3 separate regions of the Sus scrofa genome follow, and all the other regions are linked to region 3. The links are chromatin contacts, called in public HiChIP or PLAC-seq and promoter capture Hi-C maps. All regions are on one chromosome and are shown on one strand. Each heading gives the region's core, a stretch centred on a gene start, on an enhancer-like site or on the middle of the called end of the contact. The rest is flanking DNA. Distances are from core to core; before and after follow the strand shown.

The links. Promoter capture Hi-C pulls out the DNA fragments that hold promoters and counts their contacts. HiChIP or PLAC-seq counts read pairs in DNA pulled down with a chosen protein or histone mark.
Region 1: an H3K27ac HiChIP or PLAC-seq map of alveolar macrophages shows a contact between it and region 3. The contact joins two enhancer-like sites. A contact is called at or near these places in 2 of 47 Hi-C or Micro-C datasets (blood and liver) and 1 of 2 datasets of contacts at active chromatin or transcription factors (alveolar macrophages).
Region 2: a promoter capture Hi-C map of liver shows a contact between it and region 3, with 6 times the contacts expected there. The contact joins two enhancer-like sites. A contact is called at or near these places in 1 of 5 promoter capture datasets (liver), 24 of 47 Hi-C or Micro-C datasets (adipose tissue, alveolar macrophages, blood and 14 more) and 2 of 2 datasets of contacts at active chromatin or transcription factors (alveolar macrophages and skeletal muscle).

Annotation. Positions count from the first base shown.
Region 1 is chr3:77,069,964-77,072,992 of Sscrofa11.1, reverse strand. No RefSeq gene overlaps it. Among named protein-coding and RNA genes, the nearest start is that of SLC1A4, 100 kb to the right of the region's middle. Within about 2 kb of position 1,427, at least 41 of the 83 cell types and tissues checked have an H3K27ac peak or open chromatin away from gene starts, as enhancers often do. A contact at or near this core is called in alveolar macrophages, where this site is marked.
Region 2 is chr3:77,813,573-77,816,798 of Sscrofa11.1, reverse strand. No RefSeq gene overlaps it. Among named protein-coding and RNA genes, the nearest start is that of VPS54, 41 kb to the left of the region's middle. Within about 2 kb of position 1,253, at least 27 of the 83 cell types and tissues checked have an H3K27ac peak or open chromatin away from gene starts, as enhancers often do. A contact at or near this core is called in adipose tissue, alveolar macrophages, fetal liver and 6 more, where this site is marked.
Region 3 is chr3:77,445,341-77,448,693 of Sscrofa11.1, reverse strand. No RefSeq gene overlaps it. Among named protein-coding and RNA genes, the nearest start is that of AFTPH, 24 kb to the right of the region's middle. Within about 2 kb of position 1,268, at least 46 of the 83 cell types and tissues checked have an H3K27ac peak or open chromatin away from gene starts, as enhancers often do. A contact at or near this core is called in adipose tissue, alveolar macrophages, fetal liver and 6 more, where this site is marked.

The sequences.
Region 1 (3,029 bases), core at 178-2,677, 380 kb after region 3:
AGACATCTAGAAGAATCTGGGAGCCCAAGGGAGCTGGGGATCTGTCCCCTTGGAGCGAGATGCAAGAAAAACCCATTATCCAACCTTTTAGGGACCAATATTGAGTTCCCAGTTTTGGAAGATCTCCCTGGGTAATTAAGGGTTTGTTGAGCTGCACAGCAGGCACTCGTACACGTGTTAGTGCGCTGGTGCCCCGTGTTCCTTACACCTTCCCCCCAACACACACGCACACACGCACACGAACAAAGAAATTGCTTTTTTTCACCCTGTGACTGAACACAGCTTCAGCAGACCCCCAGCTACGGATATCCCCGACCCAGCTCCTTGCCTTCCCAGCCCCCTCCACCCAATTCCATTGTCAGAGCGGAACAAAAGGCCCAAGGCATCCTGGGTTAAAGGATTTTAACTCTGCCAATCCCAGGAGGCTCCAACAAGAAGCAGCTTCCTGCAGGAGAAAAGTGACTGAGACATCTCCCCAGGGGACAGGGTTTTTTTTTTTTTTTTTTTTTTTCCTTTTTTCCTGGTCTGAAAAAAGAGAACCCAGCTGTCAATCAGATACCACCCCCCGCCCCCGCCAGCTTCCCTCCCCAGCCCCCACCCCGAGATTAGGAGCTTTCTCTCCTAGAGAACTCCCAGCAGCCTAACGTGTCTTTAGGTCTCTTCGCGGATGACTTCTATTTATGGCTGTCAGGCTTCCATCCAAGCCCTAGGGATGGTGCCCGCCACCACCACCAGACAGGACTTTCCCTCCCTCTGCCGCGCTCCTCTTCGTCATCCTGCCCCTGCATCCCTGCCTTCACCCTGTGCGGGTAATGCTGCCCTGAGCGCCCCGATTGCCCCCCCATCCCCACCTCCGCGACCACGCACCCCTGGTCCCACCCCTACCCCCACCCCACCCCGACCCTCGGCGCCATACGACGCTAGGGGCCAGGCGGCAAGCTGGGGCTGTCCGGCCGCTGAGGGCCATAGGTGGACCCTCCACCGACCCGCGCGGCCACCAGCTCCTGAACTTGGCCGAAACGAACCTGTCTATTGTAGCAAAAAGCTACGGGTTTGTTGGTTGCTAGCAAGGGCGTTTGCAGGACCGAGGTTCGGTGTGCTTTTTTCCACGTGCCTCTGTCCTAACCGGTGAGTAGCATCTGGTGAGCCCATGCTGGCTGTCCTGACTCCAGTCCCAGAGGTTTCCGGGACAAAACTGCTTTTGGTGTTAGACCCCTTTTGCTCTTTCTGGAACTAAAGTTCAGTATGCATTTTTTTTCTTAAGTTTTTCACTTAGAAAAGATACCGGGTAAATTAGAAACATGTTTGGGAAAGAAGTGAGCAATCAATGCTGGCATTTAAACGACACAAAAATGCCCACACCAGGCCACACGCCCAGGCGGACACGGCGCTCCCGGCGACCGAGCAGCGCCCTCTGGTGGGCTCTCGGGGGGCCGGCCGTCCCCACCCTCAGTCTCCTGAGGGAGCGCGGAGAGCAGCTTCCCTGAGGCTGAGGAACTCGGGACCTTTCTTGGAAGGAAGGGAATTCAAACTGTGCGACGCCAAGGTCCTGGGAGATGCCTTTTGTGGTTCCGGGGCTAGTACCCAGGCCAAGAACCTGATGAAGGGGCTAAAAATCCTGGTTCCATTCTCAGTGGCTGCCTGCTTTGATTCTTTTAAAAATTGAAATGCCTGGAAAGAGAGTAACCCCTAAAACAAGGGCAGGTGGCCGGCTCCGTCAAAAAATCACCAAGGTCACCACCAAAAGACACGATTCAACCATGGTATATACGTTATGTATGGCGGTAACATTTAATAAGTATCATTAAATGTATTATTAAACATTAATACTTATTATTAATAAGTATTATTAAATTCTTTAAAAAAAAGAATCTTTTTCCCCCTGTTAGTAGTTCCTGGGGGCATCCTTTTGTACTCTGAACAGCAGTGTTATTTTAGGCTGCCCCATCCCCAGTAGCCATTTCCTCTCTTTCAATTTGCCCCTAGTATTCTAGTTCCTTGTACATCCTACATACTTCTGCCCTTTGGCCAGCTTCTCCTCATCCTCACAGCTGCTACCTAAGTTGAGGTTCACACAGCTTATTTTCTGGATGGGGGGAACTCCAGTGAGAGCAGCTGGAGCCAATCCATGGCACACAGGATCCCAGGTCCACAGGACTGTCTTGGATCCTCTTTCTGCCCAACATGCAACACCAGCATGTCTGCCAAGAGGTGGCCACCTTCCCGTGGGCAGTAGAGTACTCCTGGTTTAGCTTCTCTAGCTGGAGTTTCTCCCCAGAAGAGTATGGAAGGCGGAAGAGGTGAGGGTGCTGGGTTTCTGAGAAAACAGGCAGTTCTCCCCCAGCCCCCCATTCTTTTCCTCTGAATCTCTTTTCCCTGTCTGAAGGGTTTCTACCTATCCATACTGTCTGGTGGGAGTTCCTCCAGCTTCATACCTTCCTTCTCTTTGAGCTATTTTCTGCTGTATTTATTGCTACACAACAAGCCACCCAGTAAAGAAACATGTATTTATTTGCTCCTCACTCTGTGGGTCAGCTGGGCGGTTTCTAGCCTGGCTCTGCTGGGCCTGTGTATGTGTCTATAGTGAGCTGGCAGGTCCCTGGATGGTTTAGGATAGCCTCACCCACACATCTGGTGGTTAGCACACTGTCAGCTGGGGTGAAAGGGCGAGTGGACCACTGACCAACAGTTGAGCCGACCCCAGGCTTCTTGCTGTAGCAGTGGGGTTCCGGATGGGGAGAGCAGAAGCCACAAGGCTTCTTGAGGTCTAAGCTGGGAACAGGCCACCCTTGCTTTTGCCACATTCTCTTGGTTTAATTGAGTCACCAGGCCGGGACAGACTCAAGAGATGGGGAAGCAGATTCTAACTCCTGATGAAAGGCACTGCAAAATATTGTAGTCATTTTTGCAACCCCCATACTAGCCCTCTTTTCCCTTGGACACACTACCAATAAGTCAACACTTCCAAGGTATTAAATCCCTTATTGGCCCCTAGGACAGGCAGCATAGCTCAGCACTGAAACACACAA
Region 2 (3,226 bases), core at 4-2,503, 370 kb before region 3:
GCAAATCAAACTCTTGTCCAAGGTGGTTACATTCCAAGTGAGGAGGAGATAGGTAATAAACATGTAAATAAATAATACAATTTCAGGAACTAAGGGCTACGAAGATAAATAGAGTAATTTGGTCAGTGGTACCTGGGGTGGGATGTGGCTGCTTGACGACATCTGAGTTGAGGCCTGAAGGCTGAGAAGGAGGCAGCAGTATGACAATCTAGGGAAGAGTTTTGCTAATAAAGAAAGAGTAAGTGCAAAGGCCTTGGGGTCAAAATGAGGCTGGTGTATTTGAGGGCAGAAAGGTGGGCAGTGTGGCTGGAGCAGAGTAAGGGGGAAGGTTTGGAAGGAGATGAGGAGGTAAGGCTGAAGAGGGAGATGGAGTCAGTTCAAAGAGTGATAGGAAGCTATTGGAGGGTTTAAGGCAAGGAAGCTGGGAAGTGATAAGATCTAAATTATATTTTATTTTATTTTTTAATTTTTTTTATTTTTTGTCTTTTTGCTATTTCTTGGGCTGCTCCTGTGGCAAATGGAGGTTCCCAGGCTAGGGGTCTAATCGGAGCTGTAGCCGCCGGCCTATGCCAGAGCCACAGCAACACGGGATCCGAGCCGCGTCTGCGACCTACACCACAGCTTATGGCAACGCCGGATTGTTAACCCACTGAGCAAAGGCAGGGACCGAACCCGCAACCTCAGGGTTCCTAGTCGGATTTGTTAACCACTGCGCCACGACGGGAACTCCTAAATTATATTTTAAAAGATAAGTCTGGCTGCTTTGTGGAGAAGAGATTGTAGGAAGTCAAACATAGAAGCAAGGAGACCAGGGAGGAGACAATGGCAGAAAGTCCAATGACAGACATGGGCTTCTACTGCTGGCCCATACGCCGCTTTGGTGACTATCAGAAAAAGTCTCCCCTTCCCTTTGATGGTTCTGAATAGCAGATGGATATATGGGGTGCGAAGAAAAGAGAGGAATCCAGAATGACTCACGCTTGTACTGCCTAACTGGGTGGATAATGGCAGAATTCACACAATTAGGTTTTGCTTATACTCAGTTTGCGGACCATGAAGTTTTCACATGAAGTGGGTGTACCCAACATCACAACTGAAAACTTGGTAACATTTACCACACTGACATTGGCTTCCTCTGAGCACTGGAAACCTTATGCTGATGTAATGGAGATAACATTTATGAGATACTCAATCAGCATGTTTGCCTTCCCAATCAGCCCTGTCCCCATGGCTCACCCACCCATTGAGTCAATGTCATGCTTTGAGTCACGGGGAGGAAAAAAACCCAGCCAAGAGTGCATAGGTCATCATTTAGCTTTGAGTTTCAAAACAGGATTTAAAAAAATTCATAGGAAGACAATAGTTTGAAATTAAGTGCTTTTGATTCGTAAAAGCCAGACTTGGCTAAATGAAAAATATATGTAACTATACACGGATGAGGCGGAGCTTGGAGGACTGCCCCCACCCCAAGCAGGTCACAGACAGTGCCAGGAAGAACACAGGATGTGACGTGAGAGCCATTTTCCCATGACTGTCAGGGAAGATAAAAGTTTAAGCAGCAGCCAGGAAGCTGTGAGAGTCAGAGGGTATAAGCACAGGGTGCCCCAGAGGAGGGGTGGCGGAGCCCTAAGTTCAGGAGAGGTGTGGACCCTGTGTTCCCCTTTGGAACCAGGCCAACTGCAGAGAGGTGGAAATGTTAGGTTTGGGCAACCAGAGGCCTGGAGACCGTGCTCCCAGTTCCCGGGTCTGTGCGTGGTTGTCAGGAGACCCTGTCGGGGAATGATGGAGGTTGGCGGGGTGAATGGGCTGGAAGAGGCCTGGCCTTGGGCCAAGAAGGTATAAGGTGTGCGACCTTCAGATCCCAGTGAGTAGCTGGAATCACGGTAACCCAAAGGCCAGAGAGAACAATTTACTCACCAAAGCCTTGAGGCCAGGAAAGCCTGGCAGTTGGCAGGCCTTCCCTGCACCTCCCCTGTAGTGTGCCTGCCACCTGGGCAACATTCGGGGAAAGGGAAGGGGAGAGGAGAACCCTGGGATGAGAGAGAAACCCCGAAAGCCAGTGATTTCCCAAGGGAGACTGGTTTAAGGACCGAGGTGTTTTTAATTGGCAAGATCGAGTGTTTTCCACCTACATCAATGGGAACTTTTGAGCAAGAAGTCATTATAGACAATACAGTTACTATATATATATATATATATATATAAAACGTTTGTAAATCTGATATATTTTTTAATGTATCCATTTCAAATTTGCCGCATTAGAAAGGTCTGTATTTTCGTTGCATGAAGAAAACGCAGTTTCTGCACCTCCAGAGGGGGGAGGGGAGGGCAGGGATCAATTCTGTCAACACTGAATGCCTCCAGGGAGGGTAGCTGGGGGATAGAGGTGAAAGATTTATTTTTCACGGTATACCTTTTGTACCTTACTGCGTTTGTACCATGTGTAAGCATGAACTATTTAAAAAATAAGAAAAATAAAAGCTTCTGAAATGAAAAAAAAATGCTGACGCACAGAATCTAATATGCAGTGCTTGACAATGAACATTCAATACTTTTCATCTTACCAGGAATCTTCGAGCCACTTCTCCTCCTTGGTGTGTCTTGGGCTTATCCCTTTGCTTTGTGCTGATGTTGGTTTTGTAAGCTGTCTTGCCCCTGCGGCTAGCCGGTGGCTTATCCGTGCTTTGTACCCCAAACACAGTGCTGCCATCCTGTAGGTAGACCGTCCATTATCCAGGGGAAAACAATCCTACCCACCCAGCCAGTCTTCCCTGCTGTCCTGGACTGAGGTTGGGAAGGACTGATGAGGGGGTAGATCTGGTTATTTCCACCCCTTTGACATCAAGTAGCAATGGGGGAAATAGCGGAAAAGACTTGAGCACTAGAGTCAAACTTGACTTACCTCTGCCAGCTACTAGCTTTGGGTTCTTGGCTGAGCCTTGAGCTTCTTCTACACATTAGAGTTAATTTAAACCTCATTTAAACCTAGCACAATGCTAATTACACTCAATTCCCAGTCCAAGAGAAGAGACTAATTTTGGCAAAATCTTTACATCCAGCCAAACTCAGCATACCTCTTCTCCCTGTCTTCCTTGGTTTCTACCCAAGAGATAGGCCCTTCCATTCTTCTATCATATCCTGCACTATTTGCATCCTTCACTGTACTTTTCCTCCCTTGACCCAGTCTTCTGCTTCTTTTATTAATACATTTTCATTTGCAAGTCAT
Region 3 (3,353 bases), core at 19-2,518:
AAATAAATAGCTAGAAAGTTTCTTGTTTAGGAGATTTTGTGAATGATGACACCACCAAAGCAGACTAACAACATAGGAGGAGGAGCATTCTGCAAAAAAGGAGAGATAAAAAGCATGAGGAACACTTTAGTGAAAAGTGCCACATCATGATGTGTCCTGCTACAAGTGCAGGGGACAGATAATGTTGCTAACGAGGGTCACTTGTTGCCGCAATGGTTGGTTGTGAGTTGACCTCCAGCTGCATCCTGTGAGGTTGCTCTGTCTCACGTCCACGGCCGGTCTTACATGCAGATCTCGCCCCATGGCATGATCACTATGGCCATTAGAGGAACTCTGAGACTGTAGGAATGGGGCAGAACAGGCCTAGAGCCACCCTTAGAGACCCACCTAGGAGGCCTCTCCTACTGACAGTGGGCCTGGCGTATACCACTTTCATATGTTCTAAATATCTGGAATTTGGGCAGAAATCTGCGGTAGTGGGAAACTGAGCACACCAGGGTAGATATTCTGACTGTTGTGATCATCCTCAGGCCCTAATCAGACCTCCCAGCCTGAAGGATGAAGAGGGAAGAGGAGTCCTTTCCAAGCAGACTAGTCTTCTCTCCCCACCCCAAACACCTTCTACCCATGTCAGAGCCTCTGCTGCTTCTTCTTCCTTGCCCCCAAATTGTCTTCCTCCTCCACACTGGGCAAGTCTATTGGCCAGGCAGCTTCCTTCTGAATGGCAGTTACTGCCTCCCTCTGGACTTGATAGGCTGTTTGCTGCACAAATAGAAGGCTTTTGTTCAGCTTGGGGTTTTTTTTATATTGATTATTTACTTTCACCTTGTTTTAAATAAAAGTTTGAGGCACCCTGCAGTATAATTTTTTTTTTTTTTAAGATAATGGAAGGACTGGCGGATGCCTTGCTTGGGGCTGACTCCGAGGAGGAAATGTCGAGGCGCCCCCTTCTGGCAGGTTTTGCTCCTGCAGCCTTCTGCTCCGCCGAATGCTGCAGCTTTTGGGAGGCCCTGCGCTGTTTCACGAGGGAGAATCACCCAGCTTCAGAAAACGCTCTCGTTTTCTGAAACAGTGGTCAGTGTCTCCTGCTAGACTGACCATGTTTAAAATTCATTCCATCATTTTCTGCCCTTCTCTCTCACTAGTTCTTGCACAGATCTTCAAACAAATATTAATTTGTTCTTCCGTGGAACATTTCCTGGGCCCTGACGCTGAGGCAGCACTTTGCTAGCAGGGTGAGCTTTCAGGCGAATGAAGCGCACTCCCTGCCCCGGGAGTCCGGCATCAGCAGAGCTGCCCACTTTCGGTAGTAGAGCCCTCGCCAGCCCAGGCTGGGAACAACTCAGAGTAAAAGAGCTCCCCTGTCTAGGGCTCGGACTCAGGCCCGTGGGTAACTTTAGCGTCTATCTAGAATTTTCAGGAAATGGGCGTATTTAATCGGGAGTTACCTTCCTTGTTATCCTGGTCCTTCGTCTAGGCTGAGGCAGAACGAGGCTGCCCCCTGCAGGTGGGAAGAAAAGGTACGCATCCTGAAGGGGGCACTCCTAAGCTCCTCCTAGGTGACCTTCATCGCAGAAGCCTCCTTCCACTGGGCGGAGGTAGACTAGAGCAGCGATGCTTGCTCGACAGGTGAGCCGCAGACGAGCGGCAGGGGCAGCACCTGGGAACTTGTTAGAAAGGTGAATTCTCAGGTCTTACCCTAGTGCTACTGAAAGGCAACTCTGGGAGTGCTAAGTCCCCCCTTAGCAAACCCTCCAGGGAATTCTGATACACCTCAAGTTCGAGAACCACTGGTCGGGAGCGAGCAGCGTAGCCACTTCCAGAAGCTTCTAGATTGCTTGGCTTCGCGAGACTTCGTCTCTCCTGCCTCATATCAGCCTCAGAACCACAGCATTTCAGAGGTACCTACTGCATACCCCTTCCCTTTACAAATAAGAACAATGAGGCGCAAGGGCGTGTGGTTTGCCCAAGACAATCCTGTCAGGGATTCTCCCCTGTGCCTCCCAGATGACACCAGAGGAAAAGGGAGGCCAGGGAAGGTGACTCTCCCAGGGTTCCTAAGACCTACCTGCTCTGGGTTTGGGGGCTCTCTCCTTTCGCCGGTATGTCTCTCCCACGCCGGTGCCTGAAGTACCGGCAGCTGTAGACCCACGGGATGGGTCTCTCTCCATCCCTCGTCTTGTCTTGGGCGGGCGGTGGGGGGTTTGGGGGGGCGGCGTTGATGTTCCCTTCAGCCTTCTCCTTTGCGATTGCCATAGTCCTGCCTGCAACTCATTCAGAGACCAAACAGGAAGGGCCCGGCTGTGAAAGGATCACAGCAGGATTTGGTTTTGTTTTTTATCAATCTCCAGGATCTGTAACTACTTGTCAATCACAGAGAGGTAGGAAGCCACCAGAAAGAGGAAAACACATTCCCTCTCTGCGGGGTCATGGGGTACAGATAGATGTCTTTGCTGGTAAGTGCCAGTGTCTTTTTGGCAGGTTGGAATGAAGGAGATGCTCTGCCTTCCTCTCCTCGAAATGTCCAGATGCTGATTTTCTAGAAGGGTGGTGAGGGGAGGAGAAAGAGAAAAGGAGTTCCTTGGTGGCCTAGAGGTTAAGGATTTGGCATTGTTACTATTGTGGCTCAGGCTGGATCCCTGGCAAGGTCACACCAAGAAAGGGGGGGGGAGAATAGTATCTTTATTAATATGAGAATGTTTGTTAACATCATCAGAGGGGTTTGGTCCCCAAGAGATTATACCTTGAAGACACAGCTCTCTCTCAAAGACTGGTAAATTGATCAGCCCCTTTTCTAAGTGCTGCACTCAGCCACAGAGGGTCCTCCTGTACCTCTCCATTTATTATGGCCTTTGCAACAGGTCCAGTGCTCTTGTGTTTCAAGACATTACTACACATGCTCTTCTGCCCCTTTTCAGGTGGACAGGGCGGAAAGGGACTTTATACAAAGGAGAAGCTGCCCTTCTCACCCAAGGTGGAGGAGTCATTTTTACAGAGGCTTTAGTTGAATGCCGCACCTGAAAATATTGAAAAAGCACTGGGGGGAGATCAGCTAGTAATAGGAGGACTGTCCTTTTTCACATTTGCAGTGGGAGCTCCACTTCCTCTTGGGAGGTGGGCTTTGCACAAGTCTGTTCCACTCAGAGGAGCCTAGGCAGGTACTTGCAGCATGGCTGAACTTGGAGACTAAAATTAGAAGACATTCCATAAACATTAGGTGTTATCATTATTATTATTTTCATGGCCAAGTGTTGCCCAGCAGCTACCAGTTACCAGGCTGCTATATGAGCTGGAGAAATGAGTATATCCACAGCAGCCAGCCTGCCCTGAACTGGGGGCCCCGAACTGGGGAC